Linked DNA regions of Mus musculus: all the other regions are linked to region 1. Evidence: chromatin contacts called from public Hi-C, HiChIP or PLAC-seq and promoter capture Hi-C data. All regions are on one chromosome and are shown on one strand. Each heading gives the region's core, a stretch centred on a gene start, on an enhancer-like site or on the middle of the called end of the contact. The rest is flanking DNA. Distances are from core to core; before and after follow the strand shown. Region 1 holds the start of Brat1 (BRCA1-associated ATM activator 1). Region 2 holds the start of Zcwpw1 (zinc finger, CW type with PWWP domain 1). Region 3 holds the start of E130309D02Rik (RIKEN cDNA E130309D02 gene). Region 4 holds the start of Ap4m1 (adaptor-related protein complex AP-4, mu 1). Region 5 holds the start of Rbak (RB-associated KRAB zinc finger). Region 6 overlaps Tnrc18 (trinucleotide repeat containing 18).

Region 1 (3,469 bases), core at 573-3,072:
AAAGAAAAGAAAAAGAACAGAATAAGCCAAAGAAGAAATGAAGGAAGGAATTAATGACAAGACAAGGCTAATGGAACCTGTCTGAAGAACATGATCAACCAATCAAACAGGAGAGGTAAAATTTTCATTTGCCCAGGAACTCTCATGCTCAAGGAAAACCAGTATAGCACTTAAAAAAAAAAAAAAAAAAAAAAAAGAGTCGTGTGCGCACTCCTTTAATCCCAGCGCTCAGGAGGCAGACACTGGCAGATCTCTGAGTTCCAGGTCAGCCTGGTCTACAAAGTGATTTCCAGGACAGCCAGAGCTACACAGAGAAACCCTGTTTCAGGAGAAAAAAAAAATGGAAACACATACAACAATGCCAGTGATTAAATTAAGGTCCACCCACACAGAAAGGATGTAACTCTGGCTGGCCTTGAACCCAAATTTAGCGTTGTTAATGTCCTCTTGTCTTGGCTTTTAGATGACAGGTCCCACCACACCCACCCAGAGATCTGACTTCTTCAAGACAAGCCAGATACATAGAAGACAGCAAAACAAGGTAGGTGCGTGCTCTGCAAACTCCTAATGTGAACTGTGGTCGGAGCCAATGGGACTGTCACTACATGACTCCACAGTTCAGGTCAGTCCCTAGTACTCCATCTCCCCTCTCCCTGATCAGCCACAGCCACAGGGCCTCAAGGAAATGAAGTAAAGACACCACGTGGATGGACAATTCTCTAAGCCGTGTCCTCACCTGCCTCTGTCACTGTTTTAAACCAGTCCAGCAGTTTCTCCAAGCAGGTGTCATCTGCCACCAGCTGTCTGGGATCTGCCAAAACAGCACAGAGAGCCGGGAGGAGCCTGGAGCATTCTGGGTCCATGATCAGGCAGGCAGTTCCTACAGAGGAAGGGAGAGGTCAGCCACAGATTTGATACCAACTACCCTAGTTACAGGCAGCCTAACTGGGGGATGGGCCCAGACAACTTCACGTGGACCAGAACTCTTTTTTTTTTTTTCCTGAGACAGAGTTTCTTTGTGTAGCCTTGGCTGTCCTGGAACTCACTCTGTAGACCAGGCTGGCCTCGAACTCAGGAATCCGCCTGCCTCTGCCTCCCAAGTGCTGGGATTAAAGGCAAGCCACCACTGCCCTGTGGACCAGAACTCTTAAGTCCACAAAGATGCTAAGCTCAGTCCAGGGGAACCTGGACAAGAGGATTGAGCCCTAGAAGCTGCTCTGTGGGTGAGGACAGGTTAGTCAGAGCCACAAGGCCTTTGCTGTCAAAGCCTGTTAACTTGGGGGTTTGGTGTTATGGGGTGGGGGTGTAGCTGTCTATTAACCTAGCTGCGAGAACAGTCAGGGGATCAGCCAGGTGCGCAGGAGACTGTTCACCCAGGCACCTGATCCCTAAATCCGTTCCCAACGGTCAAGAGAAACCTGGATGAGACAATCCTCCAAGCCACGGAGGAGTGCGCAGGAAGGTGGGTGTCACAGCCCAAGTCGATAGAGGCTGCAAGTGACAACCCCGCGGCCTCCAACTAAGTGTCTCTTCAAGACAGAAATATGCATCTTGGAGGGCAATGATTTTTGTGCTGTCTGGACCCTGACATGCATCGTCCGTACCTCCCAAATCCGGGTAAGAGGTGCGCTCTCGGCGACTGCGAGTTAGCCTAGGGGTTCTAATCCCGCCCCCGCATCCCTCCGCTACGGGAATTAGGCCCGAGAGTGCAAAATGCACCATTAGACTGCCTGGCCGAAGCTCGAACTCCGCCTTACCAGGATCTCCACCCCGGCCTGCGTGCGCCTCGCCCGCTGAGGTTCCGGTGTCTAAGGCAGGCCCCGCCTTCCCCTCCGCAAATTCCGCTTTACGCTGGCCGAGGCCCCGCCCTCCCCAGGTCCTGCCCCATCTCAGAGTTCGCTTCACGCAACGCGAGCCTGGCCCAACAGCACAGGCCCCGCCCCGCCGCGGGAATTGGCTCCACCTCGCCAGCTTCAAGTCTCACTCCGCCTTCAACGAGGCCCCACCCCTCAGACACCGCCCCTGACGGAAGTTCCTCTCCACGTTGCTATAGGCTCCGCCCCTCAGTGTTGCTCGGGTTTCCGTCTCCACAGGCCCCGCCCTAAGTCTGTACCACGTGACGGACATGGGGAGGGGTGTAAAGAGCGGGGTTGACGCGCTTGGAGACCAGTGATGACCCTGCCGTTCCGATCACCCCTAAGGTTCAAACCCTGTAAACGCGCTCCAGCTGTGTGCAGTTTGGCATTTTCACACTGTATCAATCTCTCGGAATTATCACGTCCCCGCCAGGGCGTTCTATGGTACGTGCCCACGCAGGCAGTGGGCGGAGCGTCCCCAGGCGGGCTCGGTGTGGGCGTGGCTTTCCGCTGGGAGGCAAGGCCTCGCTGGCCTCAGGCCACGTGTCTAGGCTTTTTTTTTTTTCCTTTGGTTTTTCGAGACAGGGTTTCTCTGTACAGCCCTGGCTGTCCTGGAACTCACTTTGTAGACCAGGCTGGCCTCGAACTCAGAAATCCGCCTGCCTCTGCCTCCGGAGTGCTGGGATTAAAGGCGTGCACCACCACACCCGCCTTGTGTCTAGGCTTTTAAGGTCTCCGAATTTTACTGGGTCTTCTAGCCCTTGCTTTCAGCTTTAGCGTTAGGTGTGGGCAGCAGCAGGTGAGTCAGCACAGCCGGTGCTGAAACCCTCGGTTCCCACAGCGGGTAGCGCTAAACTCCGGGGTCTAGAGTGTCAGGACCCTCCAGTCACCAAAGCCTGTATTTCTGTAGCTCTTCACAGCCCCAGTCCTCTATCCCCGCTTGCCTTCTGTCTGCCATCCATTGTTACCAACTCTTCACAACTTCAGCCTGCTCTTCTAATAAAGATTAAAAGTAGGCCATCGGGAACTAGAGAGATGGGTCAGTGGTAAAGAATACCTTTTACTCTTCCAGAGGAACAGAGTTTGGTTCCCAGCCCCGAGGTCTCACACACACACATACACACACACACACACACACACAATCTCTTTTAGGGCATGGTTCCCGAATGCCTAGAGATAGAGTAAGATAATGCTCATCTGCCCTGGAAATCAGACCTGTGAGCTTGGTTGTCTCTATCTTGGTAATGGGAGACCCCAGCATGTTGGGCTTCTGCAGAAAATATCACTGCAGGCTGGAGAGATGGCTCAGCTGTTGAGAGCACTGACTGCTCTTCCTAGAAGTCCTGAGTTCAATTCCCAGCAACCACATGGTGGCTCACAGCCATCTGTAACGGATTCTGGTGTATCTGAAGACAGCTACTGTGTAGTCATACACATTAAATAAATAAACAGGGTTTCACTGTGTAGCTCTGACTGTCCTGGAACTCTATAGACCAGGCTAGCCTCAAACTCAGAAATCTGCCTGCCTCTGCCTCTGCCTCTGCCTCCCAAGTGTTAGGATTAAAGGCATGTTCCACCACTGCCAGGCTAATAAATAAAATCTTAAAAAAAAC
Region 2 (3,469 bases), core at 689-3,188, 2.9 Mb after region 1:
CACTTAAGAGACTGAAGGAAGTTTGTTGCTTCAACTTTGAGTTCAGTCTGGGCTACAACGTGACCTTGAAAACAGCCAGGGATACAGACAAGACTCTGTCTCAGAAAATAAACAAATAAGCAATAGATAGGTGGCTAAATAGATAGATAGACAGACAGGCAAACAAACAAACAAATGAATAAATGAATAAATGCTTACAGATAATTCAGTGGGTAGGGGTGCTTGCCCCCAAGCCTAATGATCTGAAACTGATCTCAGATCCCACTTGATTGGCAGGGATGGACAGACAGGATGACACAACATGGACAGGATGACCTCTGGCCTCCCCATGCTCTACAGCATGTGCACAAACACACACATCCAACAAACAACAAATAAATAAGGGTGATAAAACTTTTAAAAAATATAAATTCACTTAAAAATTTCCTGTCCTGGGCCCTGGCAGTGGTGGTGCATGGCAGCACTGTGTAGGCAGAGGGGAGGGGGACTGACTGAGGAGCTGGTGAGATGGTTCAAGAATTAAGAGCACTGGCTTCCAGGGGTGCCTGTAACCACATGATGGCTCACAACTATCTATAAAGGGATCTGATGCTCTCTTCTGGCCTGCAGGTGTACATGCAGACTGAGCATTCACACATAAAAAAATGATGATGATGATGATAATGATAGAATAAATGAAAATTTCATTCCCTTTAATACGGAATTGATGGCTTTTTGACATTGCCTAATAGCCTATGAACTCCTGCCTATTCTCATGTTTTACCTGTTTTTAAGTTCACTTTGTGAGCACGCATCTGTGTTCTGCAGACCTTTTAAACGTTTAACAAGGAAAACAAGGAAAGAAATAAAGAAAGAATCAAAGAAAGAAAGATGTTCTACCTACCCTCACCAGATTTACTCTCAGAAGGAACTACCCAAACGAGACTTCCCACAGAACATTACAAATAAAATTCACAGTAAAGTGTATTGGCTCGGGGCGCGGTGGGGTGGGGGTTGGGGGAGGTGGTGGAAGAAACCCCGAAGATGTGTGGTCACCTGTGAGCAAAACAGTTTCTTTCGTGACATTAAATGTCATTTCTAAGCCGGGCGTGGTGGCGCACGCACTCGGGAGGCAGATTTCTGAGTTCGAGGCCAGCCTGGTCTACAAAGTGAGTTCCAGGACAGCCAGGGCTACACAGAGAAACCCTGTCTCGGAAAAAAAAAAAAAAAAAGTCATTTCTATCCTTGACCGCAATCTCTGGATCGCTCCCGCTCCCCCCAACCCCCGTGTCCCGACCTCAGGCTGCCCTCGGGGATGCTCTTGCTTCGAGGACCTTGTGCCCTAGGCCTTCGCAGGGCGGGCGCGCGTCCTTTCTGCTTACAGATAGCAAGATGCGGGGCCATGTATACTGAACCCCACAGCGGAGGGGAGGCCTTTGAGTGGTCTTCTACTTTTCCTCTCTCTTTACCAATTCTCTCCGCGACGGCCATTAAAAGCAGAGATCTCACCCAGGCAAACAACCCTCGCCTCCCCTCAGAGCGTCAAGTAACGCTTCGCTACTCTCCCGGACCAAGAACGCCACCATGGAAGCCTCTTCCCCTTTGCTCCCGCTCAGCCTCGCTGTCCCACAACGCCTCATTTCCCTCCGCAATACTGGGTTATTTTTTGTTGTTGTTGTTCTGAAGATTAGCGATTCTGAAGAGCAGGGGCTAAGGTCCGCTGTGGCTCCGAAGAGAAAATTTCTCCTCAGCCAACAGGTACCGAGAGTCACCACAACTAACACTTTCCTCTGCAGTCGCATAAAAGACAACTACCTTCTGGGGCGACGAGGACCTAAAGGTGAAGCGCAGCTAACGCTGTCGCAGCCATTCCGCACATCCCTTCCACCTCGAGCAACTTTTCCCGCCACCAGGAGAAGGCGCGAGGACACGGACAAATTCCGCCCCCAAGCGGCGTGCGCTCAGGTGCTGCGCGTGCGCAGTTGGAAGTTGCTTCTGCGTCTGCGCAGCCGGAGTAGCCCGCCATCTTAAGAACGAAAGCCTAGTGAAACTACAAGTTCCATAATCCTCGCTGACATCTTTAGTTCCGCGCCCCCCCCCCCATAATATCCTGCGAAGCGCCCTAGGCACTTCATTCTTATCTCTGCCTCAAATCGCTTTCTCTTTCCTGTTTTCGTGCTATCACTCCCTACCTTTTAGTTGTCGTCACCCTCTTAAATTTTGAAACCATCTTGAGCTCCCCCCTTGCCTCTACAGTGCTCTTTCCTGACAAATAGTCTGTGGACTGGGAAACTCCGCCAGCCATCAGTCTGAGGATTCTGCATAGAATCAGTGCTTCCCATTGGCCGAAACAGGAGCCCAAACAGGTCGATACCCTTTCCCGCCCACATTCGCGGTGTGTCTAGCTGCAGGGATAATGCTGTAAAATCCGCAACGCTAGCGGGTGGCGCTGAGGGACCGATACGCAGGCGCTGCACTATGGCAGCGGCGTCCGAGGCCTGACGTAGGTGTAGGGAGGAGAGGAAGGCGTAGTTCTCTAGATGTTTGTCCCTGGTGGAAGGAGGAGGGCCGCTTGAACAACTGGGCCATTTCAGGGGAAGAGGAGTTTGGACAATCTCGATGTTTTAGTACTTGTTTGTTTTCAATTCAGAAAATATATTAAATAATATATTGCATTTTATTGATAACAGTTCTTGAGACAATGGTCTCGATTCCTTAGCCTACTTTATCATCCTCTCCTCAGGTTCTCCTAAGTCCTAATTCTAATGAGATAGGCTGGGGGCGGGGGGAAGGGGTGGGGAAAAGACCAGCGATCGCTCATGAATAATTCATGAGCCCGCCTCTTTCGCTGGGAATGCACGCCCCTTGGAAACGTGCTGACGCACGCTGCGTGTAATGAACCTAAGGAAACGACGTCACACTCCCCGCCCCTAGAGCGGAGGGGGCGGAACATCATCTCCAGCACGTGTTGCCCCTTCAACCCGCGCAAGTCCAAAAGGACTGTGCGCAGGCGCTCTCCAGGAGGGGCGGGGATGGGGGAGGAAGGAGGCGGGGCAGGGAGGTTGTTGGGTTTAGAGCCGGGCGGAGACGGCGGAGCCTCATTCCTCAGGAACAAGGGTCGGGTGTCAAGGAGACCTTTTCACACCAGCTCCCGTTCCCCGCCTACGGTGGGTGGGATCGCACGGCAGAGACAAAGGATATCAGTAGGGCTTGGACTTAGCAGCGAAGGGAAGTCGGGTGTCCGTGTGGGGCGGTGGGCGTCTCGGGCTGGGGGAGGGTGAGGTAATTAGGGAGGGGGGCTGTATTTAAACTCTCGGAGCCGTTAAGTTGGTTCGCACTCCCGATGCGCGCGCAGCCTGGGTGGTGGCGGAGCGCGCATGCGTGGGTCCTGGGCGAGCGGGACGCGCGCCCGTCGTGCGCGCTCGCGGCAGAGTGGTAGTGGCGGAGAAAAGGGAGTCGGCGCACGCGCAGTTGGTTCCTCGGCTTGTCC
Region 3 (3,469 bases), core at 520-3,019, 2.6 Mb before region 1:
GATTTGAGGCAACTGAAGTGCATATGTGTGTGTATCTGTGTGCTTGCACTTGTGCAATACATGCATGTGACAGACAGACAGGGAGACAGACAGAGACAGAGAAAGAGAAATAGGGAATTTTGAGTGTGGGGCCTCATGAATGCTGGGGCATTGGCACATTTTTCAGCTGTATATACTGCCTGGTGGGTCAGATCTGATGCAGAAGGTCAGCTGAGTGATGAGTCTGCACCACAGGGTCAGGGCTGGTGCTCAGGCATTGAAGGCTATTTGCTAACACTCTGGTTTTCTGCCCACAGCATCTGTTCCTGGCATTTCCAAGGATTGTCTTCCTACTGGGCTTTGTCATCGTTTTGAGCATGCTCCTGGCTGGCTACTTGTGCTTTGCTCTGTACCTGGCTGCCACCAACCAGACCACAAATGAATGGTATAAAGGCGACTGGGCCTGGTGCCAGCGCTGGCCTCTGGTGGCTTGGTCCCCATCAGCTGAGCCCCGGATCCACCAGAACATTCACTCCCACGGGTTTAGGAGCAACCTTCGAGAGATCTTTCTACCTGCTACCCCCAGTTACAAGAAAAAGGAGAAATAGAGCGGAAGTGCCCTGCCTTTTAAATACAGTGCACACCTATTTGTACACATGGATATTTGTTTTCTCATCATTGTCTGTGTTGGTTTCTGCTGTGTGGGCGTGAGTGGGCTTTAGTGGGGAAAAAGAGATGGGAAGCTAGGCTTGCTGAGTTCTCGTGTCTCCCAGGGCAGATTTCCCTCCTGCCTATATTCTGCTAGATCCAGTAACTTCTGAGGTCCTAGTGTGAGAAGGGTCAAGAGATGTCCAAGGCTCTGGGTGACAAGGAGGCCTTTGCCTCTTTCACTGCACCCTTGGGCGCCTGAACTAGGACCATAAAGTCTGTTCCCTGATGTACAAGAGAGTCTCTGGGCTGTGCCCAGCTGCACTCTCTCCCTGGTCTGTTCTTTCCCAGGCAGGGGCCCTTTATCATCTTAACTAAATCCTCTCAGCCATAGGCCTCTTAGTCATTGTATTTGTGAGCCACACGCAAGACTTTTCCATTCTGTTTAAAATCTCTACTCCCCGATGGGCGGTGGTGGTGCACACCTTTGATCACAGTACTCAGGAGGCAGAGGAACGTGGATCTCTGAGTTTGAGACCAGCCTGGTCTACACAGTGAGTTACAGGACAGCCAGGGTTACACTGAGTACCCCTGACTCGAAAAACCAAAAGAAAAAAAAAAATCTCCAGTCTTCATTAACAGCTAGTTTAGTATAAATTGTAAATAAACCATCGCCCATAGATTGTATAGAAATCTTGAGCTGGGGAGTGGGAGTGTTGTAGGGTGGGAGGGTTTTCAGGAACAGGGAGCACGTGGGCTAAACCTTGTACTAAGATTCCCATAGTCCTCCTGGGCTGGGCTAGAGCATAGCAGTTAAGAGGGTCCAGGAGTCAGGAGAGAATTTGGAAACACTGACCCTGGAACAGAAGGATCAGGGCGTGGGGGTGCTTACAAGCATCATTTGTCCTAGTAGTCGCCCCACTCCCGGGGGCGATCAGAGCACGTCCTGGTTGGAGGGGAGCATGAGAAGGCTTGGGTGCGTGGTGCCGGCTCAGAACACCTCCGAGTGTCTGATAATCAAACACCTCTGAAGCCGGAGAAACTCTTGCGAAGACGGCGGGGCGGGGCCTCGTGCTTGCCCGTGCGGGCTTCACCGCCAGGGGGCGCCCACGAGAGCGCGCGGCCGCAGCCCGAGCTTGGCCCCTGCGGGCCGCCGTCGCCATTCAGCCGCCGGTTCGGCCGAGCGGCGTCGGCTCCCGCGGCTCTGGGCGGCGCCGCAGTCGGACCCCAGGATACTCGCTGGCCCGTGGCGGCGGCGGCAGCGGCGACGATGGTCCCCTGAGCGGGTTGGCGCCTGTTAGAGGCGGGCGGGCGCCGCGACCCTGCCCGCGTCGGGGCCCAGGCCGGTCGCGCCTCTTTGTCTCCGGGCGGAAGTAGGACTCGCGGCGGGGACAGGGCGGCCGCACCATGAGCGACATCCGCCACTCGCTGCTGCGGCGCGACGCGCTGAGCGCCGCCAAGGAGGTGCTGTACCACCTGGACATCTACTTCAGCAGCCAGCTGCAGAGCGCGCCGTTGCCCATCGTGGACAAGGGCTCCGTGGAGCTGCTGGAGGAGTTCGTGTTCCAAGTGCCCAAGGAGCGCGGCGCGCAGCCCAAGGTGCCCGCCCCGGCCGTGCCCTCGCTCGGTGACAGGAGCTCGCCCCGAGGTCTCGCTCCTCTTTCCGCTCCCCCGGCCTTGCAGTCCAGCGGCGTTGCTCAGCCGCGTGCCCGTTTCGCAGGCGTGTGACAGTCGCCCACCAATGAATGATCCGGGGTGGTGGCTTTGTGAACTGGCTACTTAACATCCCTCTGGGATGTCGCTTAACTAGATGCAGGGTTTTTTCCTTTGCTTATTCATAGAGTTAAGCCCCCCCGGGCTTAGGCTTCTGAAGGGTGAAAAAAATACACCCTGGGAAAAAGAATAGATCTGTTTTCCTTTTTCAAACACTGTCTTTCTGTGTACCATGTATCTCGGGCCAGCCTGAAACTCATTATCGGCTAGACTCAGCCTCGTGTGCGCTGGGATTCTAAGCATCCACTTCCCTAATCTCTTAGGGTGGGAGCTAAGGGGCAGGTGGAGGCCCTCTTCTCACAGCTTCTCTTCCGGGTTTGTTTTTACAGAGACTGAATTCCCTCCAGGAGCTCCAGCTTCTTGAAATCATGTGCAGTTACTTCCAGGAGCAAAGCAAGGACTCTGTGCGGCAGATCATTTTCTCCTCCCTTTTCAGCCCCCAAGGGAACAAAGCCGACGACAGCCGAATGAGCTTGTTGGGAAAGCTGGTCTCCATGGCCGTGGCCGTGTGTCGGATCCCCGTGTTGGAATGTGCGGCCTCCTGGCTCCAGGTACTGCTCTCGAAATAGCGTCTCCCACAGTCTCCGTAGACAGGATAACAAGAGTTTGGATGTTCGTAGAGGTCTTTTACACGTGCGTGATGTCATCGATCATCCCTGCCTGGGTGCTACACCCAGTCCCGTTTTTTTTATGGAGCAAACATTTTTTTTGTTTCTTTGATTGACTTTTTTTTTTTGAAAAAAGAATTTGGTATGTAGCCCAAGCTGAATTCAACCCTCATGACCCTTCTACCTGAGTCTCTTGAGGATTATAGGGTCCACGTGTCTGGCTCTGGAATTGTAGCCTTCTTGTACACAAAGTAGTAAAATTAGGATTTGTTTCATTTTGAAACAGGTTCTGATTATGTAGCCTGGGCTGTCCTGGATCTCAAAATGTAGACCAGGCTGGCCTTGAACTCAACCCAGACCAGGTGTCTCTGCCTCCCTAGCATTTGCTATTAAAGGTGTATGCCATCACACCCAGCTTACTTTTAGTATTACTGTGCATGTGTGATGTGTGTGTGGTTGCC
Region 4 (3,469 bases), core at 260-2,759, 2.5 Mb after region 1:
TAAGAGAACAGCTGTTTGAGTTCAGACACCTCAAGGACAACTTCTCCATCTTGCTGGCAAGATCAACTAAGCTCGTGTTCTCAAGCCCAGAAAACTACTCCTAATCTGATTGGTCAAAGTTCCCTTGCTCAACCCCTTATGTCAAAATATGATTGGACAGTGCTACAGCTCACCCCACTCCCCTCCACTTTGTGGTGTCAGCCTTTAACTGCTAGGCAAGTTCAGGAGTCTGTTCTACAGCCCTGACTGATCAGTACTGGCTTGATTACAATACCTTTTTGTCATCTGCATTGACCTAGTGCTTGAGTTATGGTGGATCTATATTGGATTTAGCAGATTCTACAACAAGTAGAAGATACCTGATCTCCACACATGTGCAGTGATGTGGGCAAATACACACACACACACACACACACACGTGAATAAATAAACTTAAAAAGACCAAAGTTTTTGGGCTTTACCAGCACTTCATCCAGGAGTTCGTAGACAAGCGCCACATTGCGTGAGATGGTTCCCTCATTGAGTGAGCCACAGTAGTCACCCAAGAGAGTGGCTAGCCTAAGGAAACACAGCAAATTATGTGTGAATAAACCTCACACGCCCTCCTTCTTAAGTGCCTGTCCCAACTCTACTCACCGGGAAAGCAGCTCCAGAAGGCTGAAAGGAGAGACGTTTTCTAAGGTTGTGGCCACCAAATAGAGCCCACTGTGTCTGATGTGAATAAAATGACGATCACCGTGATACTGAGGCAGAGTTGAGGACAGAGGCCATTAAGAAAAGACCAGAATTGTAGTAAGGAAACCTGCAAGATGGCACCCTGAGGTCTACTAGTGATGGGCGATGCCCCAGATCTAAGACCTGGCCGCCTAACGTGGAAAGGTAGTATCTACCTCTCAAAGTTGTTGATAGTCAAAAAATAGGGTGCATGGCTCTGTAACTGGCTTCTTGTTAGTACTCAAAACATTTATAAACAAATCCTCCCCACACACACACCCCCGCCCCCAAGCTTCCTACCAAGCTGCCCTTGACAGGGAGGAGGCACTCACCCACCTCCACAGTTCTAAGGCCCTGCACACCAACCACAGTAGTTACCATGACAACCGGGGACTCGCCTCCAGGCAGTCCCGTCAGCTTCCGGTAGAAGAGCTCTGCCACATCACGACCACCACTGTCCCCGCGGACTAGCCAGGTGGAAAGATAGTTAAGGAACAGGCGACACAGACTGATCTGGATTCGATTTCTACCCAGCTACCCTACCCCGTCTCCCGGGTCAAAGGATACAGTCTTTATAGATGAGCGGATCCCCCTTGGAAGACAGAATGAAGAACTGGGAAATCATGGCGGTTCTGGAGGATAGACGAGAACACGGTGAAAGTTGAACCCACCCCGCCTTGTGGACGCGGAACAAAAGGCCGCACGGAGGCTGGCGCTTTAAGAAACACTCCTCCCACACACACACTCGCGAGCATTAATTTCGAACCGCGGGAAACAGGGTGTCCAACCCGCCAGGATCTGGCAATCTTTCAACGGCCCGCCCTCAAGCCCCTTGTCATTCAATCTAGACTCGTCCATTGATTGGTTAAAGTTAGGGGCTGGCAGCAGTTGGGAACCCCCTATCTGATTGGCGGGTTCTCAGCCGCACGGGTCACATGGGTGACGACGTTTCGCGCCAATTTCGGTTGGCCGGCTACGTCCCGCCGCGCGTTCGTTTTCTGCTTCCCCAGAGAGAGATTTTTGAGCCCTTCAAGTCCTGCCACACCGTCCCCGGCAGCGATGGCGCTTAAGGACTACGCGATCGAAAAAGGTGAAGATCTATAGGGCTGGGGGCGGCGTCCTCGGAGGGAAACTTCTACCTGCACCTGTTGAGGGGTGCTGGAGTCTTGGGGTCGGGCGGGGGAGGGGGAGTGAGCCGGGATCTGTGACTCCGAGGACAGGCGAACTGCGCCTGCAATAAGCAGTGGGCGTCAAGGATGGAGGAAGCAATCCTCCTTGGAAAAGGTGATGTGTTTGTGTTATGGAGAGAACCCAGTGGAGTCCACAAAGGAGGGGCGCGCTCGGTAGAGACCGGGTGACTTGGTTCAATGCATTCAATACGTGACCCAAGGGACTAGGTTACTGGGCCAGCCTCTGCTGCTCGGGGCGCTAGCGAATTCCCGCGTCCACTGGAGACTGGCCGAAGTCCAGAGGCGGGGCTTGCCAGACCGCTACGCGCCGCGATTGGTTGTTTTCGGCCGCCCTCCAAGCGGAAGTAGAGGCGGGCGGAAGTGGCGCTACCCGATCTTGGGACTGTCGTGTGTAAACAGTGTCCTTCCGCGCGGTGGCCTCGGAGATAGCTGCAGTAGGTAGGGGCGTGCCTAGAATTGGGAGGCTAAGCGCCCGGTGGCGAAAGGTGGCAGTGTGGTGGACCCGAATGGCCCTTTGGCGTTCTGGCCAATCCCCGCTCGGCCACCCGTCTCGGGCGGAGGAATCCTGGGCTGTGAGGCGGCTGGAATCTGGGCCCATGTGCTTCTTTGTTTACTAAGAGCGGAAGCAGTGGCGGGAGCCGGGCATGAGTGCAGAGGAGGCCTAGTGGCGGACGTCCTGGCGGGAGCCTAAGAAAAAGAGTTGTACTGGTAGAGCGAGAGCCGAGGACCTTAAGTCGATTGGGAGCGAGCTGAGAGAATTGAAGAAACTGAGATTCCTAATTAAGACAGAGTGTGGAATTCTCTTGGGAAGGTTGGGTAAGACTCTTGTAGCTGCCCGAAGACCTATATTCTTCTCTGTGTAAAAACGGACTTGTGAAAAGGAACACTGCCTACTTTGGGGAGAACTTGGTCGATTTGTTTTCAATGTTCATTTAACTAACTAGTTCATAGGTTTCGTCTTAAGTGAAAGTGGGTTTCTTAGGTTTCTGTTAAGAGTTTGAAATAAAGAATCTAAAAGGAAAGTTGATTGTTTATTTTATTTATTTTTACATTATTTTGTTACATTATTGTGTGTGTGAGATCGCACGGGCATATCATAGTGCTGGACACCCGCAGGACTCTGTTCTCTTCCAACCTGTGGGTGGGCCCTAGGGATTGAACTCTAGTCCTTGGCAGCAGTGGTCTTTACACCTCACTGCAAAGACTTGGTTTTTATTTTATATTTGTAGAAAAAGTTAAGAAGTTCCTCCAAGAGTTTTATTACGAGAATGAGCTTGGAAAGAAGCAGTTCAAGTATGGGACCCAGTTGGTAAGTCTCAGGATTGGTTCTGGGGAGTGGCGTGGCGTGTTAAGAACTTGTATAAGGTTATCTCAAGTCTGGCTATCAGTGAATGACTTGATTCTGATTGTTTTTATACAAAGTTGGGTTTTTGTTTTGTTTTTAGCTTAAGGGTTTTCTTAGATGTTTTAGTCGTGTTTATTCCTATGTGTTTGTGCTCACAGGGGCATGCCATAGCATGTGTAGAGGTCAAAAGGACAATTTGTGGAAGTCTGTTCTCCCACCA
Region 5 (3,469 bases), core at 289-2,788, 2.5 Mb before region 1:
TCCAGTCCTGTCTGTAGTAGTTGAGAGGTCACTCACTATACCTGATGTCCATCTAGGATCATTATCACTAGCAGGGACACTTGCTGCCTGCTGCTTCTGCTGGAGGCCACATATTACAACAACTGCCGGGTGCCAGGGTCACTGGTGGGTGAAAGGCTAGGACGTTAAGTGTCTAGTTTCTAAAGCCTGAGGCAATAGAGCCCTAGGTCAGGACTTGGAGCTGAAAGCCTGTAGGCCTGCTGGTCCAGCCAGTAGACCTAGGATGGCCCACACAGGTTGAGCTTCTCCTATCTGTGCAGAGCAGAAGGATCTCAGTCTGTTGACTGGCAACCCTTGTTCCGTATGTGTGTACAAACCGAAATCTTCTCTCAATACAAAAATTATATGAGCTTGAATGTCCTCACTGCAAGCAAGGAATTCCTTTTCTGAAAGGCCTGAGTCCCATCTGTGCAATGTAAACCTGGAGAAAAGAGTGTTCCTATCTCCCTGTCACCTGGGGAGTTTAGCCCAGGCCCCTCATTCAGAGACGTAACCCCTGCTTGCCACGGGGAAGGGAAGCTTTTGGTTTAAGAGATAGGAGCCAGCTCAGGTGGGCACCTCAGTGACCAGGTGAGGTGAGAACCTGGGAGAAGGTGCCCCATGGCAGTGCAGGCCTTCCGAGGAGGAGGGCTCACCCTTTCTCCTGAGACCATGTGTGCCCTGCAGCATCTGAGAGGGATTCGTGATGCTTCTGTCTCCTGCTGGTTGCTCAGCAGTTTATTACCTAGGGTTGGCGCTCCAAGGCGCTTGGTGCTTCTGGGATGAAAACGTTACTCTCTGCATCGGCGCAGAGAACTTTTTCTATTGACAGGCTTTGTTATTAATTTTGACGCCAACGTCTTTATGAAGAACTAGGCCAAGAACGTCGTTGCATTAATTCAATAAGAAATCGAGGAGCCGTTCATCATAATGTAACCATCGTTGAAAACTGTCATTGTCGCCCGGCCCTAAATATCACCTTTCAGAGATCACATTGCAGGTAGGTGTTTTCTTCTTTCTGTGTTCTCTTTCTGGTTCTGTTTTTTAGAGTTTCTGGGCATTAGACGTATGTTCTAGAAACCCACCATTAGTGTTTGTGCCTCCTTCTTTGTAAAGCACAGCTGGTTATTTCTTGTACCTAGTACTTCAAGGAAGTTTGGTTAATCGAGAATGACACTCAGTTTTCTTTCCTTCTAACACAATCTTCCTCTTATTTTAGGAGTCCTGAGCCAGGGACAAGACTTGGGACTTCACGCAGCAGGCCGTTTCTCCAGGCTCAAAGGGAGTGAGGACAAACAAGAAGGTAAGAGCATGGCTGGAGGCAGCCATTGCTCTCAGAGCACCTCCCCCAAACTGCTGGGAGGAGGTAAGTTCTTGCGCGAGGATCCCTAGATGCAGTGGCGCGCGAAGGCGTCTGGGACACAGAGTTTCTGTGCAATTCTTGGGGAGAAAGGAGAGCCTTGGAACTCGGACTTCCGGGAAGATGCTGCACATGCGCGTCGCGGCCTGTGCGCGTGCCCGCGCTTGCGCTGGGCCACTGCGCCGTGGTGACTTCCTGCAGGTCTGGTGTGTCGAGGCTACCTTCCCTCCCGCAGCCTTTGCGTTCGCTAAGCTGGAGTTGCCGAGCCTGCAGGGCCGAGGCCGGAGCTTCCGGGGCGGCAGCGAACAGACTCGGCTGTGCGGGCTAGGGAGGCCTAGCGAGAGCTCGGCGCGGAGGCTGACAGGGGCAGCGGAGACGCCTGCTCGGTGAGGCCCGAGGGCGCAGAGCGATCGGGGCTGCGGGAGGGATGCTGGGCACAGATGGTGCCCAGTCAGTTCACCCGGGCACCCCGCTGTCCCCAGCTTGCGGCGCCTGGGAGGGTCGAGGTGGTCGGGCTGACAGCGGGACAGCTGCATCGCTTTGGGCTGCACGGTCAGTCCCGAGGACAGAGTGCAGGCACTGAAGAACTCAAGGGCTCCAGATTCCCACGGTGTCACTCAGCGTCCATCAGCTCTCTTGCTCTGTCTGTGGTCCCCCCCCCCCCCGAGTCTGCCCTTGAGGCATCGTAATGGTCTAGTGCTCAAAATCTGCTTTTACTTCTTTCTGCTCGTGAAGGAAGACTGAGTCTGCGACAGGTGTGAGACTTAATCAAGGTTGTGTTGAAATGAGTGCCATTGTTTTCTAGTTTCTTCCCTTAGTCCCTTTTTAAGATATGCAGCAGTAACCAAGTTTAGTTGGATAGTTTGAAAACAAACCACGCTTTATCCCTGTTTGTCGGACGTCTATCCATCTGGACCATTTTTCCTTTTTGTGTTTTAGTTTTTTTGAGGCGTGGATTCCTTGTGGCACATATTGTTCTGGTAGTGGGTGATCCTCCCGTCTCCGCCTCCAGAGAGTTGGGATTGCATGTATGTCACCTCATGGAACATGGATCCCAGATATATATATATATAGTGCCCAGAATCCTCATTCACTGTGACATATTTTGCAACAGTTTGAATAGGAAATAAAATAAGTACCCTTGTTTCCCCCACCTTTACACCAAATGCCCGTGGATAAAAAGAAGGCAGCGTAGTGTTCATCATAGAACTGTACCCGCCCCCCCTCGCCTCCCACCCCCCATTCCACCTGTTGGAGTTAGGTTTGTGATTTCCTTCCTATCACCTCTGCAGTGTGTATAAGCTGCGATTTCACTTGGTGGTTCCCAGGCGAGAGACATGTCCCTGTGTAGACCAGTTAATCTCCGATTTCAGCGAGCTTTTCCTCCAGCAGGTCAGTCAGCAGTGTCTACAGTTCCCCCAAGAGGAGCAGAACATGAGCAGATCAAAGGTAAGTTTTTCCCGTTTGTAATTTTTTTTTTTCTGACTCCTTTGTAATGTATTTTGGAAGACTTACTCAAAGGTCTGTTCTTGAATGGTAGTGGAGTGGTCTCTAAAGGGATCTGACGCCCTCTTCTGGCATGCAGGTGTACATGCAGCAGAGCATCCATACATAGAATAATTAATAAGTAAGTAGGATGGTCGTGGAGAAAGGAGTGAATAAAGGTGATTGTAATATAAAATACACCCGAGTGGCAGGCTGTCATGACCTGTTGTGTAGGCAGTCTGATAACTTTAGGCTAATGGAGTTACTTGGCAGAGTTAGAAAAAGGAAAATCGTATCCATCCCATCACCTGCAGCTGCTCGTGGGAGGTGCCGTTTTTTGTACCTTATAGGAGGCAAAGACTTGCTAGGATTTGGACATCTTCCTTTAGTCAGGTTGGGATGATTTTTGCATTTTGAAAATTTACCTTGACAAGAGCAGCTTGAGGGAGAAAGGGCTTATTCTGCTCACAGTGGCAGAGTACAGTCCACCACGGTGGGAAGGGCACAGAAGCTTACTTTGAGGAAGCTGAAAATGTATATATTTTCTGAAGTCAGGAAGGGAAGAGGAAAGCATGCCCACCATGATGGACAGTACTCTGGAACATA
Region 6 (3,469 bases), core at 248-2,747, 2.0 Mb before region 1:
TGTACGAATCCTTCTGGAAGTTCTACCAGAGTATCCTGAGCCAGACTTGTCCTCTTTTTCAACCTGAGAGCTTTGGGCATTTTCACAGATAATGTATGAAGTCATCTAATGCTTGGTATGTGAACCTCCAACCCAGACCCAGTGCAGGCCACCTCTCCTCCCATTCACTTTGTGGAATTTTATTTCCAGATTTCTCCGGCAGCAACTTCTAGCTTTGAAAGGAAACCTTGTCACTGGGGCAGCTCTATGTAGAACATCCTCTAGTCCAGACAGCGGGACACATGCATGATTCTGGGGGTGCCTCAGAAGATAGCAGAAGATATTTTAGTCTCTTATTGCCATCTCTTAGGTCATGATCATCACCAGCAAATGGTAACAGGTTTCCCTCGCCAACTTACCTCTTAATGTCTTTCAGAGACACAAGTTTCTCAAAATTTACTTCAGTGGTATCCAGCGTGAGGTATCAAACATACGGACTGTTACTAGATCACTAGACTGCTTCTCGTCATGGAAGCCAACATTACTTGAGGACCAGACTCCTCTGTAAGAGCAGCAAGCACTCTTAGCTGCTGAATGAGCTCTCGCTACAGCTCCTGTTACACTTTTATGTAGGTGGGTCTTTTGCCCACGTGTGTGCATGTATGTGCACCAGTTGTGTGCCTGGTGCCCATGGAGGCCAGAAGAAAGCATCAGATTCCATGGAGCTGGAGGTATAGATGGTGTGAGCCACCATACGGGTGCTGGATATTAAATTTAGGTCCTCTGGAAGATCAGCCAGTGCTCTTAACCACTAAGCCGTCTGTCTAGCCAGTGTCCCCTCACCCCCACCCCATACTTGTAATGTCTGTAGGGTTGGTAGTAATTTTTCTTCTCTTATTGCTGATATACTCTCCCTTGATCAGCCTGGCTAGAACTTACCTGTTTCATTAATTCCCCTCTCCCATTCATTCATTCATTCACATTTATTTATTTATTTGTATGCATGCATTCATGTGTGCGTGTGGACATGTACTTGTGTGAAGTACGTAGTGCTTGTGTGACGATCAGAAGACAGCTTTCTGGAGTCGGTTCTCTCCACCGTGTGGGTTCCAGGGATTGAGTCCAGGTCCTCAGGCCTGATTGATGGACAAGCTTCCTTACTTACTGATTGCTGATCCTTGCTTCCTTTGCTTTCTTTGGGCGTGTCAGTCATTTGTAGCCACTTCCTGTTTTTTCAGAGTAGCCTCTTAGGTCACTGATTTGAGACCTTATTCTTTTCCAAAAGAAGCGTTTGTTCAGAGATCCAAACCTCTCTGAAGACACAGCCTCAGTTTCATCTCCCACGTTTTGATGCGTGCGGATTCTCATTATTCAGGGACCATTCTGAATCTCTCTTGTGATCTCTGCTTTGATCCATTGATGACTCAGAAAGTTATTTATTCTCCAGACATCTGAGGGTAGTTGCTTGGTCTTCTTGCAGATCTCTGCTTGGCTCCCATTCTAGTTGGAAAGTACATTCAATAATTTCAATGAAAAAGGAAATTAATTTGAAACTCTATGGTACTTCTTAGGAGGTAAACGCGTAATGTGTACTGACACTCTGTTAACCATTTAGTCACGCCCGCGTGGTTCTCTACAGTTCACACTTACTCTTTTCCGTTGTACTAGAGATAAGCGTTAAGATCTGCAACTGGAACCTGCACAGTTCACTACCGCTCCTTTTAATTCTGTCAGTTTCTGCTTTATGTATTTGTAGTTCTGTTATTGAGCACACGCAAGTTTTTGATTATTTTGTTAGTTCTTGATCTTCACTGTTGAGAAGTATTCCTTTCTCTTCTCTGGGATTATATTTTGTTCTAAAATCCACTTTTATCTGACACTCCATAGTTATTCTGGTTTTTTTTTTTTTTTTCAGTTTTCTAAAAACAAGTATTATGATCATGTAGGTGATGTGTATAAGGGACATGTATTTCACGGTGCATGAAGGAAGGAGAGATCTTCATACATGTACTGTGCATCTACCTGTCTCCCTTCATCCCTCCCTCCCTCCCTCCCTCCCTCCCTCCCTCCCTCTCTCCCTGCAAGCAATTAAATAAATAGATCCTCTAGTTCTAGCCAACCATTTCTTTCTTCTTCTTGTATTTACCTATTTCTGACAGTATGTAGAATGAGGTAGGCCCTGTAGTACGTAGCCCTGTGTGTAGCACCTTTCATTTTGATTTTGAAGTTCATCATAGTAACGGTTGCTAGGACGCCATGTTTTTATATAGCTCCGTGGTACAGCTCTGAGACACATCTGCTTGCTAGTGGATGCATATTTGAGTTGTTTCTATTTTTAGGCTTTTGTAGCTAATGCTACTCTTTCAACTGTCTGTGTGCTGGGTTTGTGTGTGAGAGGAAACGTTTTAATTCTCCTGTACTCAAATTGCTGGGCAATTTGTAAAGTTCCTTTAGCCTTTTGAGGAACTAATAAACTTTTCCCTTTTTGTTCTTAAATATTCTTTTTAATTGCATATGTGAGAGAGAGAGAGTATATGCACATGTGTGTGGTGCACAGTGGCCAGAGGTGTTGCCAGGAGCTGGAGTTACAGGTGACTCCCATGTGGATCCTGGAAACTGAACTTGGGTCCTCTACAAGAGTGGTACATGCTCTTTTTATTTTTTTTGGTTTTTTTGAGACAGAGTTTCTCTGTATAGCCCTGGCTGTCCTGGAACTCACTTTGTAGACCAGGCTGGCCTCGAACTCAGAAATCCGCCTGCCTCTGCCTCCCGAGTGCTGGGATTAAAGGCTTGTACCACCACGTCCGGCTTTGGTACAAGCTCTTAAGCATGAGCATCTTACTGGCTGTCCTAGCTACCTTTCTGTTGTTGTGATAAACTATCCTGATAAAAGACAAGAAGAAACAGTTTATTTTAGCTCATAGTTTACAGTCTGCAGGGCAGTCAAGGTAGCAGGAACTTCAAAAGACTGATCCCATTTCAACCACAATCAAGAAGCAAAGAGAAAAATGAATGCGTGAGCTTTGGCGCTCAGCTTACCTCCTCTTGCTTAGGGAATGATGCTGCCCCCAGTAGGCCGCAGCTCCTACCTCAGTTATCCTAATAAAGACTATCCCCACAGATGTGCCCATGGGCCAACCTGATCTACATAATCCTTCATTGAGACTCTTCCCAGGAGTTTGGATCACAGCTGAGTTGACCTATCAGGACTTGTCTTAGTCAGACCCATTCAGTTTTAGGTCTCTTTAGTAAATTTATTTGCAGCACTGCTGTTCTCTGGGTGGTTGGCCTTAAGGCTTACTCCCAGGTGTGGCTAGACAGTTTGGCGTGGCCTCTCTTGCTGTCTCCTTTGTGATTCTTAGGTTTCTCTCTTCTGATTTCTGAGACCATCTCTTTTGCACATGCGCCCCATACCTTGCTCCAAATTCCTGGGTAGGGGGTGCAAGGCTGAGACCTGACCCTTGTAGCTGCATGCTTCTCTTCTTCCTGG

The links. Promoter capture Hi-C pulls out the DNA fragments that hold promoters and counts their contacts. A called contact is a pair of places that touch in the nucleus more often than the background predicts. HiChIP or PLAC-seq counts read pairs in DNA pulled down with a chosen protein or histone mark.
Region 2: a Hi-C map of B cells shows a contact between it and region 1, with 7 read pairs. The contact joins the promoter of Zcwpw1 here to the promoter of Brat1 in region 1. A contact is called at or near these places in 1 of 39 promoter capture datasets (liver), 2 of 484 Hi-C or Micro-C datasets (B cells and rod photoreceptor) and 1 of 9 other capture datasets (adipose tissue).
Region 3: a contact with region 1 is called in a Hi-C map of B cells, with 7 read pairs. The contact joins the promoter of E130309D02Rik here to the promoter of Brat1 in region 1. A contact is called at or near these places in 1 of 484 Hi-C or Micro-C datasets (B cells) and 1 of 115 datasets of contacts at active chromatin or transcription factors (astrocytes).
Region 4: a promoter capture Hi-C map of the 3T3-L1 cell line shows a contact between it and region 1, with 4 times the contacts expected there. The contact joins the promoter of Ap4m1 here to the promoter of Brat1 in region 1. A contact is called at or near these places in 3 of 39 promoter capture datasets (the 3T3-L1 cell line, liver and pre-B cells) and 1 of 9 other capture datasets (liver).
Region 5: a contact with region 1 is called in an H3K27ac HiChIP or PLAC-seq map of large pre-B cells, with 6 times the contacts expected there. The contact joins the promoter of Rbak here to the promoter of Brat1 in region 1. A contact is called at or near these places in 1 of 39 promoter capture datasets (liver) and 1 of 115 datasets of contacts at active chromatin or transcription factors (large pre-B cells).
Region 6: a contact with region 1 is called in an H3K27ac HiChIP or PLAC-seq map of large pre-B cells, with 5 times the contacts expected there. The contact joins the enhancer-like site here to the promoter of Brat1 in region 1. A contact is called at or near these places in 4 of 39 promoter capture datasets (the 3T3-L1 cell line, the C10 cell line, cranial neural crest and 1 more) and 2 of 115 datasets of contacts at active chromatin or transcription factors (large pre-B cells and stem cell-derived neural progenitor cells).

What each region holds. Positions count from the first base shown.
Region 1 is chr5:140,703,364-140,706,832 of GRCm38.p6, reverse strand. Brat1 (BRCA1-associated ATM activator 1) reads right to left here and starts at 1,822. Exons shown (of 14, transcript NM_181066.3): 1 at 1,758-1,822; 2 at 737-880. The coding sequence starts at 863.
Region 2 is chr5:137,786,271-137,789,739 of GRCm38.p6, reverse strand. Zcwpw1 (zinc finger, CW type with PWWP domain 1) reads right to left here and starts at 1,938. Exons shown (of 17, transcript NM_001005426.2): 1 at 1,795-1,938. Mepce (methylphosphate capping enzyme) reads left to right here and starts at 3,039. Exons shown (of 4, transcript NM_144913.3): 1 at 3,039-3,469.
Region 3 is chr5:143,313,660-143,317,128 of GRCm38.p6, reverse strand. E130309D02Rik (RIKEN cDNA E130309D02 gene) reads left to right here and starts at 1,769. Exons shown (of 6, transcript NM_172726.4): 1 at 1,769-2,226; 2 at 2,730-2,951. The coding sequence starts at 2,035. Zdhhc4 (zinc finger, DHHC domain containing 4) reads left to right here. Exons shown (of 8, transcript NM_028379.5): 8 at 297-640. The coding sequence ends at 587.
Region 4 is chr5:138,170,061-138,173,529 of GRCm38.p6, reverse strand. It overlaps Ap4m1 (adaptor-related protein complex AP-4, mu 1), which reads right to left and starts at 1,509. Exons shown (of 15, transcript NM_021392.4): 1 at 1,282-1,509; 2 at 1,093-1,181; 3 at 637-743; 4 at 462-558. The coding sequence starts at 1,339. Mcm7 (minichromosome maintenance complex component 7) reads left to right here and starts at 1,647. Exons shown (of 15, transcript NM_008568.3): 1 at 1,647-1,804; 2 at 3,134-3,213. The coding sequence starts at 1,774.
Region 5 is chr5:143,178,844-143,182,312 of GRCm38.p6, reverse strand. It overlaps Rbak (RB-associated KRAB zinc finger), which reads left to right and starts at 1,538. Exons shown (of 5, transcript NM_001045482.2): 1 at 1,538-1,764; 2 at 2,771-2,827. The coding sequence starts at 2,813. It overlaps Spdye4b (speedy/RINGO cell cycle regulator family, member E4B), which reads right to left and starts at 1,296. Exons shown (of 8, transcript NM_001384193.1): 1 at 675-1,296. The coding sequence starts at 692.
Region 6 is chr5:142,745,144-142,748,612 of GRCm38.p6, reverse strand. All of the region lies in intron 16 of Tnrc18 (trinucleotide repeat containing 18), which reads left to right. Among named protein-coding and RNA genes, the nearest start is that of Slc29a4, 45 kb to the right of the region's middle. Within about 2 kb of position 1,497, at least 7 of the 459 cell types and tissues checked have an H3K27ac peak or open chromatin away from gene starts, as enhancers often do.